Regions from separate parts of the Mus musculus genome. Here regions 1 and 2 are each linked to region 3. Evidence: chromatin contacts called from public HiChIP or PLAC-seq data. All regions are on one chromosome and are shown on one strand. Each heading gives the region's core, a stretch centred on a gene start, on an enhancer-like site or on the middle of the called end of the contact. The rest is flanking DNA. Distances are from core to core; before and after follow the strand shown. Region 1 overlaps Rheb (Ras homolog enriched in brain). Region 2 has its middle 41 kb from the start of Gm42228. Region 3 overlaps Nos3 (nitric oxide synthase 3, endothelial cell).

Region 1 (2,700 bases), core at 143-2,642, 440 kb before region 3:
TTCCTGGGACCCATATGGTGGAAGGAGAGAACCAGCTGCCCCAGGTTGTCCTCTGACCTCCATGCAAGCACTATGGCATGTGCCTGCCTCTACTTGAATACATGTGTGTGAATAAATAAATGTAATTAAAATGTTTTTACAAAGAACTTTTTTCTCTTCATTCTTTCTTATTAAACTAACTTCTCTGACTCCAAGTAGTTGTAATATATATATACATACATACACATATGTATATACACACACATAAATAAGAATTTTCTTTTGGTAGCCACGCGGTGGTGGTGCATGCCTTTAATCCCAGCACTTGGGAAGCAGAGGCAGGCGGATTTCTGAGTTCAAGGCCAGCCTGGTCTACAAAATGAGTTCCAGGACAGCCAAGGCTATACAGAGAAACCCTGTCTCGAAAAACAAAAAATAAAAATAAATAAATGAATGAATGAATGAATAAATGAATGAATGAATTTTCTTTTGGGAGGAAGGCTGGAGTAACGGTTCAGTTGTTAAGAGCACCAGTTGTTCTTCCAGAGGAAGAGAGTTTGGTTGCCAGGACCCACGTGGCAGCTCAGCTCACTCACCATCTATAAATCCAGTTCCAGATTTCCCAACTTCTCAGTTTTACTAACATAAGAGGGTTTTTGTTTGGTTGGTTGGTTGTTTTTTTTTTTTTTTTTTTTTTGGTTTTTTGAGACAGGGTTTCTCTGTGCAGCCCTGGCTGTCCTGGAACTCACTCTGTAGACCAGGCTGGCCTCAAACTCAGAAATCCACCTCCCTCTGCCTCCCAAGTGCTGGGATTACGCCCAGCTTAAGAGGGATTTTTTTTTTTCCTTTGCTGTCTCTGTTCCTGGAAATAGTACCTAAACTTTGTGTTAAATTCTTCTTTATTGATAACATGTCTAACCTGGATTCATTTGAACACAGTCCTCTTAATTTTGTGTAGTTCCTGAACTATTGTATCATGGGCAGACCCATGGTTGGTGCTAATAAGTGCTAATGAAATTGTTCTTTTGTTAAACTGTCTGAATAGAAGAGATGAGAACTGAGTTTTTTGTTGGTTTTTTTGTTTTTTTTTTTTTGTTTTTTGTTTTTTATCACTTAGAAATGAATGTCTGTGGTGTGTCAGGCTGATCTCAGAGAACTAAGAGAGTGATTGTGTCAAATGGGGAGTCGAGATGACAGATGGCTGTAGGGAGACTGTTGTTGGGGAACAGGTACTCCCTTAGGTAGGGTGGTTTGGGGATAGGTTCCCTGCAGAACTGACATTTGTACTGGACAGAATAACAGGAGTGAGTCATACACTCAGAAATCTGGGAGTGGTAGTAATGGCTAGGGTAGAGGTCACAGCAGCGGGAGGCTTGCAGAGGCAGGATGTTGGTGACTGGACCTGAGAAGGCCCAGACAAGTGGAACGGTTGGCATGTCTGGTTCTGTGGGCCATGGTGGAGTTGGGAGTCCATGCTGACAGTAGTAAGGACTGAGCTGCTGGTGAGGAGTAAGTGAGTGCCCACTGGGAGGCTGGCTGTCTTCAGTGGGTGGGTGCTGCTTTTTATGAATTAATTTCAAGTCAGTGGCTCTTTGGTGTGAAGACATTCCTCAGCCTGTGAGCTGTGCAACTCAGAATTTGATTCAGGGAGCACGAGCTACACCCTGCCTGCAGTATAGAGTTGGAGTAGAAATACCATTCAAAGCAGGAGTTGAGCCCAACAGGCCTGTAAAACACATGTAGTAATATCTGAGGACATGAAAGAGAGGAGTTTGGCAGTGATATGAACAAGATATTTATTATTTCCTGACAACAATAATCGAGGGTCTTTTCTTTTTTATCTTCACAAGTTAGGAACCCTGTTCTAACATGTTCTGAGAGACTTTAAGGAAGCAGATAGGGTAGTAAGAACGTAGGGTTCTGGTTCAAGCTCTGTTTTGTGAAATTCTGATCCTATGGATTCTGTATTAAGGAGTTTTTAAATAAAATGCTTGTGTGACAGGGTTATTTCTTCTTTCCAGAGTACTCTTTAAAAGCTGAGAATCTAGTAACCCTGACAGCTAGCTGTCTGTGAAAGCACACGTGAAGATAATGTGCTAAGGCGGGCGGCAGGCATCAAGGACAGCATGGGGAATCACCTTGACTCAGAGCTCCCTTAAGAATTTACTTGTGTATGTGAGGGCCATCTGGAGTCACTCCATTGATTGAGCTGATCTGGCTGACTAGGCAGATGTCCCCTCCTCCCTCACTACTCCAGTGTTCGTCCCTCCTCCTTCTGTCAAGGATATAGAATAGCTGCACTCCCCTGTTAGAACTTCCGAACAAGCTCTCAAGAATTTATTTTCAGTTCCAGGACAACCAGAGCTATACAGAGAAACACTGACACAAAAACAAGAATGAATTTTTTTTTAACTTTCTTGGCCTGAGTAGTGGTGCACACCTTTATCCAAGCATCCCAAAAACTCTGCAGTCTAGGCTGTCCTAGTCCATAATGTGAGTTCCATCAGGCCAGTCAAGGCCTGCCCCCAACTTAATTAATTAACTAAAATAATGAAAAAGTTAAATCGTTTGAAAATTTTACTTTCTCTTTTATGCAGAATGTAGATTTTTAAAATAGACATGAAGCCGGTGGTAATGGTGCACACCTTTAATCCCAGCACTCAGGAGGCAGAGGCAGGTAGATCTATGAATTCTAAGCCAGTCTGATCTACAAAGTGAGTT
Region 2 (2,700 bases), core at 178-2,677, 490 kb after region 3:
TTCGGGCTTCTCAGGGCTCTTTGGGCCTCAGAAGCTATCTTGCACTGGGAAGTGACTTTAACCTCACAAGAAGTAATGAATTTTCCTTTTCTCCCTAGAAGAAAAGGTGAAAATTTCCCAAGTTCCACTTGTCTAGTTTACATGACAAATCTCTCCAACCACAAACTCACAATAAAAGAAAGTGAATATGGGCAGGTTCCCAAACGGTGTCCAAGAACTAACATTATTGCAGAGGAGAAACAAGCATTGTAGGTTTGAAGGGAAATGTTCTTATCAAGAAACGACCTCTGAGGGAGTAAAAAAAAGCACCAGGTTGCCTCCAACCTATTCCCCACATTAAAAATGCAAAGGTGGTGCTTGAGAGATGGCACACACACACACACAAATAACAATAATAATATTATAATAATATAGGTAAAATGCAAATGTACACACAAAGCAAATAGGGAAAATATTAGAAACGTGCTGTATAAAAATATACGGAGAGAAGGACTACATTTGGTGGATGTGCAGTCAGGTGTGGGGGAAGAGGACTCCTCTGCGGGCCCATGCTGAGGCATCCCTTCCCACTGAGGGACTAGCCACACAATGACAACAGTATAATGTAGGGTAGAGTTTATTCGGGGCATGGGGAGGGGAGTTGAGTTGAGAGGGTAGTAGAAACAGAGAGAGAAAGATTGAGATTGAGAACTGTTGGGTGGAGCCTAGACAAAATGCTAACAAGACATAGTTAAATCTAAATCTAGATACTGGATGTATGGACAGTCCCTGAAGCAGTAGCTAAAGATCTACACAGCAGTTGGAAATGCTGTGGCTGCACATAGGACACTAGCTTAGATTTGAAGGACACGTTCAATAGTCAGTCTGGGCATGGTGGCATATGCGTATCTGTAATCTAGCACACTGTGAATCTGAATCTATCCTGGGTTACAAGGTGAGATCCTGACCCAGAAAGAGAGAAGAAGGGAGCGAGAAAGAGAAGAGAGAGAAAGGGCGACAGAAAGGTTGGTTGGTTGGTTGGTTGGTTGGTTGGTTGGTTGGTTGGTTGGTTGGTTTGGCAGCATAGGGATGCCAGCAGGTTCTACCCATTTGTGTGGGTATCCTCAGCAGACTGGCTTTTGACAGTCATGATTCCATGGCAGCTGCTGGAGCTAGAGGCATTGGCCACAGTCCAGGATAGGATGTGATAGGGTAGCATGAAGAAAATGTTCCTCTTGCAGTTGAAAGCAGACTCTTGCCCAGAAACCCAGTCTGTGGTGTCCCCAGAGGCTAGAACAATGGATAGCCAGCCTCAGGCCCAGGGCAGTGTGAAATTAGACTCACCTAGGTAGACTGAGTCCATTGTGATTCCATACCTCTGGCATGACTGCATTGCCATGGGCACATACTTGCCTCTATTACACAGAAAAGGGGGAAGTGATGGCGATTTGTCACTTCCTGAGCTGAATGGGCACCTCGCCCCTTTTCTTAGAAAGGAAATGGTGTTACTTCACTAGATAGTGAAGTGTATTAAACGAAACCAAAACCTAAACTCATTATGCACAGTGACCCTGTCGATGCCTGACTGCAGATAACAGGGGCTCAAAAGGAGACTTGGGTTTTCTGACTGTGTGTGGTCTCTTGAACGTAATCAAATAGAAACTCACCCTCCACAGAAACTACCTTTGTATCGCTTCAGTTGGAAATCCCTTTCTGAATACAGTGAACTTTTAAAATCTGTTCTCACTGTGGTAGACTCGTCGAACAGAATGGAGTCTGTTCCTTCAGAATGGAAACTATTCTTGGTCTCATCGTTAGCCACAGTTGGTCAAGGGTCCTCTAAGTGCAAGGCACTGTATTAGGCAGGAGTGTGTTCCTTCATTTATGCACGAAGAATGTTTCTGGCTACTCCACAAAGCCCTAAACTAAATCAGAGTAATTTCTTTAACAAAGAAAGAAAGAAACAAAATTTTCACTCACCATTCTAATCTCCCTCTCCATCTCAAGTAAGCTTACAACGGGAAACTCATGATACTTGGACTCTTTTTAAATCATTTATTTATTTGAGTCTGTGTGTGCATGTGCATGTGTGCTTGTATGAGCGTGTGTCTGTGTGAGTTCTAGTGCACCATGTGAATGTGTGGGAGCCCTTGGAGGGTGAAGAAGAGTGAGGAAGAGGGTGTTGGATCCTCTGCAACTGCAGTTGCTGGCATTTATGAGCTCCCATGTGGTGCTCTGCAAAAGCTGCAAGTACTCGTCACTGTGAGGCAGCTCTCCAGCCCCTTCTCGGCTCTACTGACCATAACAAGCCACAACTAGATCTTTTCTAGATCTGCTCAATGTCCCCTTACCTTAACTCTTTTTGTTAAAAGGTGCAATATGTTCATTGTGCAGGTGCAGGAATGAGTTATCAGATCAGTAATAAGCACATAACCATCAGGGGAGGAGACATGGCTGTGGGCCTTGGGAAGGTGCAGTGGAGACAGTCCTGTGGAGCAGGCAGATGGCCTTTGTCTCCCAGCTTTTGCCTGATGGCCTAGTATGCAGGGTTCACCTGAGGTCTGTCTTGGTCTGTAGCTGAGCACTGTCGTGCAGTGCTGTGCTGTTCTCTGGAAGAACAAATAAAACCAGCTGACAGGACTCCAGGCTGCTCCTGCCCTCGGCCATTTGCTGTCTGAATTGTGAGTAAGAAACCCAATGAGGGGCTGGTGAGATGGCTCA
Region 3 (2,700 bases), core at 116-2,615:
TTGTGAGCTGAGGTAGCCTACAGATGGGCCCCACAAGTGAGGATAAGAGAACACTAGCCTGGCTGGTTGTGGAGCAGTTGCCTGGGAAGGACCCCAGTGGCCTCAAGGTGGGGCCAGGGCCCAGGCATGGTTCAACTCAGTGTTAGGGAAGTTGTTCCTGTCGACCTCCCCTTTGAGTTCCTGTGGGACTAGGGGTGGGGAATATGGAGACGGGTGAGTGGAAAAACCAGAGAGGGCTGCTGGTTTTGGACGTCAGCACTGCTGTGATAGCAGGAGGAAGTGGGTGGGACTCCTCATCCTGTACGAAACAAGCAGCAGAAATTGCTCATGGTTGAGCTGCACATCTTTGCCATGGGAATGTCTGGCACGCCCCACTCTTGGAAGCTGAGGACTGCACCTGTTCACTCAAGCGCAAAACTGTCTGTCCCTGGTTAGAAACTTTTTTTTTTTTGCAGAGTACTGGGTTACAGAGAGGTGTCTGGGACTCACTGTCAAAGAATTATTATCCCAACATCTTTACACATTAAAGCATTGAACAAGTCTCATTTTCAATCATTGTAACTCACAAGGTTTGGGTTGGGCATCTGGCATGGTCTTTTATGATAATTTTTCAATAAATACCGGGATGACTTAGACTTTAAACGTAAGATACTCCAGAGAGAGAGTTAAAGGGAGTCTACAGTCCATCAAAGCATATGAAGAGGGCAGCAGGATGCCCTAACTACCACAGCCGGAGGAACCTTCAAGATTTAGGCCGACCCCCCCCCCCCAGCCTAGGTAAACTGGAGAGAGAAGAAAGATCTTAAATTGGCAGCCTTGCAACCAATGCTGTAGGCATTCTTCAGAGAGGGTGGCTAGCCTTGGTCAACCGAACGAAGTGACACAATCCCTCTTTCCGGGAACTGGAGGGGAGGAAGACTGTCAGGAACCAGGTATTTCTGGGCCAGGCGGGTCAAAGGACCAGGGCACTGCGCCCCTCAGCTGTCGCTCCTGCAAAGAAAAGCTCTGGGTGCGTATGCGGCTTGTCACCTCCTGGGTGCGCAATGTGAGTCCGAAAATGTCCTCGTGGTAGCGTTGCTGATCCTGAGGGGAGGAAAAGAACTCAATGGATTAGAACCCGAACAGGAGCTGTCAGCATAGATCTACCCTAGCCCGGCCAGGTCTGCCCTTTCGCACCCGCAGCACGCCGATGACGTCACCGGCTTCATCCAGCTCCATGCCGCCCTCTGTTGCCAGAATTCTCTGCACGGTTTGCAGGACGCTGGTTGCCATAGTGACATCGCCGCAGACAAACATATGTCCTTGCTCAAGGCACAGCACACGGTGAACCTCCGCGGCTAGCTCTGTCCTCAGGAGGTCTTGCACGTAGGTCTAGGGACGGGCCTTGCTGTGAGAACGCCCAGGCCAGGGGCGTGCCCGGGTAAGATGGGTTTGGGAGGGGCGGGGCTTGGGAACGGCCTTGTCACGCTATCTCTACACCCGCCCCTGGTACCTTGGGGCTGCCAGGATCCCTGGAAAAGGCGGTGAGGACTTGTCCAAACACCCCACGCTGCTGGGCGTCCAGTACCTCGTCCCGGTAGAGATGGTCCAGTTGGGAGCATCGGCAGCCAAACACCAAAGTCATGGGGGCAGGTTGTAGCCCTGTGAGCAACATGGAGGTTTGGGAGGGCCCCTTCCTCTGGAACAGTCCTGGTAACCCCACCTCCAGGCCACTCAGGGTGCCAGCCAGACTTTTGGCTTGGAGCAACCACTATCTTGTCTGTTCAGCCTCTAGGGGCAAAATAGGATGCTTTCTGCCCAGACCCTTGCACACCTTTGATTTATAGAAGGAAACTGCTCTACTGGACTCAATTCTGTACACATTGCCTTGTGTGAAATCCCAGGTCTTTTTCCTCACTCCAGTCCTATCGCACACAACCACTTTGATTGACATCTCTGTGCCTGTCAGTTAATAGATAGGATCACCCCAGAGGCGTTCTGACTTCAAAAGGAATCAACCTGGAGTCGTTTTCTGTTCGAATTCCTGCTCTGTCCCTCCCTTCTCTATCCTTAATCCATTTTAAAACCTACTATATGCTGAGGGACCACCAGGAAGGCTGACAATCAGGACCCAGACTCGACTCTCCTCCCTTTCCCATTAAATATGTTTCTTTTCACCTTTGGGCCTAGTTTCTTTTATGGTCGTTTCTTCCAAGCCATTGATTTTCTGCTTGGCTTCCTTCTGACTTGCAGGTCACCCTTAGCCCAGCCTCACCTTTGATCTCAATGTCGTGTAGTCTGTCTTGCCAGAATCCCCGGAAGGGTGCAATGCCAGTCCCTGGGCCCACCAGGATGCAGGGCAAGTTAGGATCAGGTGGCAGCCGGAAGGAGGGAGCCCTAACCAGAGAGAGTCCATTAAGACCCCTTTACATCGTCACCCATGACATATCAACAAAGCTATGGCTGTACAGACAGGAAAGCCCAAGGACCAATGACAAATGAGTCTCTTTTGTTTGTTTGTTTGATTGATGGATTGATTGTTTTTGTTTTTTCCAGACAGGGTTTCTTGGGTAGCTTTAGCTATCCTGGAACTCACTATGTAGACCAGGCTGGCCTTAAACTCAGATCTGCCTGCCTCTGCCTCCAAATGTTGGGTTTAAAGGCATGCAATATCATCTGATACCACTGCCTGGCTGAGTCTTTCTCTCTCTCTCTCTCTCT

The links. HiChIP or PLAC-seq counts read pairs in DNA pulled down with a chosen protein or histone mark.
Region 1: a contact with region 3 is called in a FOXA1 HiChIP or PLAC-seq map of pancreatic cancer cells. The contact joins two enhancer-like sites. A contact is called at or near these places in 1 of 115 datasets of contacts at active chromatin or transcription factors (pancreatic cancer cells) and 1 of 9 other capture datasets (adipose tissue).
Region 2: a contact with region 3 is called in an H3K4me3 HiChIP or PLAC-seq map of bone marrow-derived macrophages, with 5 times the contacts expected there. The contact joins two enhancer-like sites. A contact is called at or near these places in 12 of 39 promoter capture datasets (the 3T3-L1 cell line, the C10 cell line, HPC-7-derived erythroid cells and 5 more), 1 of 15 datasets of contacts at CTCF or cohesin (embryonic stem cells), 1 of 484 Hi-C or Micro-C datasets (erythroblasts) and 3 of 115 datasets of contacts at active chromatin or transcription factors (SST interneurons, acute myeloid leukemia and bone marrow-derived macrophages).

Annotation. Positions count from the first base shown.
Region 1 is chr5:24,820,288-24,822,987 of GRCm38.p6, reverse strand. The region is part of intron 1 of Rheb (Ras homolog enriched in brain); the gene reads left to right. Among named protein-coding and RNA genes, the nearest start is that of Rheb, 21 kb to the left of the region's middle. Within about 2 kb of position 1,392, at least 114 of the 459 cell types and tissues checked have an H3K27ac peak or open chromatin away from gene starts, as enhancers often do. A contact at or near this core is called in adipose tissue and pancreatic cancer cells, where this site is marked.
Region 2 is chr5:23,893,163-23,895,862 of GRCm38.p6, reverse strand. No RefSeq gene overlaps it. Among named protein-coding and RNA genes, the nearest start is that of Gm42228, 41 kb to the right of the region's middle. Within about 2 kb of position 1,427, at least 114 of the 459 cell types and tissues checked have an H3K27ac peak or open chromatin away from gene starts, as enhancers often do. A contact at or near this core is called in acute myeloid leukemia, bone marrow-derived macrophages and erythroblasts, where this site is marked.
Region 3 is chr5:24,382,201-24,384,900 of GRCm38.p6, reverse strand. It overlaps Nos3 (nitric oxide synthase 3, endothelial cell), which reads right to left. Exons shown (of 26, transcript NM_008713.4): 23 at 2,255-2,376; 24 at 1,493-1,641; 25 at 1,177-1,371; 26 at 427-1,083. The coding sequence ends at 922. Atg9b (autophagy related 9B) reads left to right here. Exons shown (of 14, transcript NM_001002897.3): 14 at 1-720. Among named protein-coding and RNA genes, the nearest start is that of Gm15587, 6.2 kb to the right of the region's middle. Within about 2 kb of position 1,365, at least 306 of the 459 cell types and tissues checked have an H3K27ac peak or open chromatin away from gene starts, as enhancers often do. A contact at or near this core is called in acute myeloid leukemia, adipose tissue, bone marrow-derived macrophages and 2 more, where this site is marked.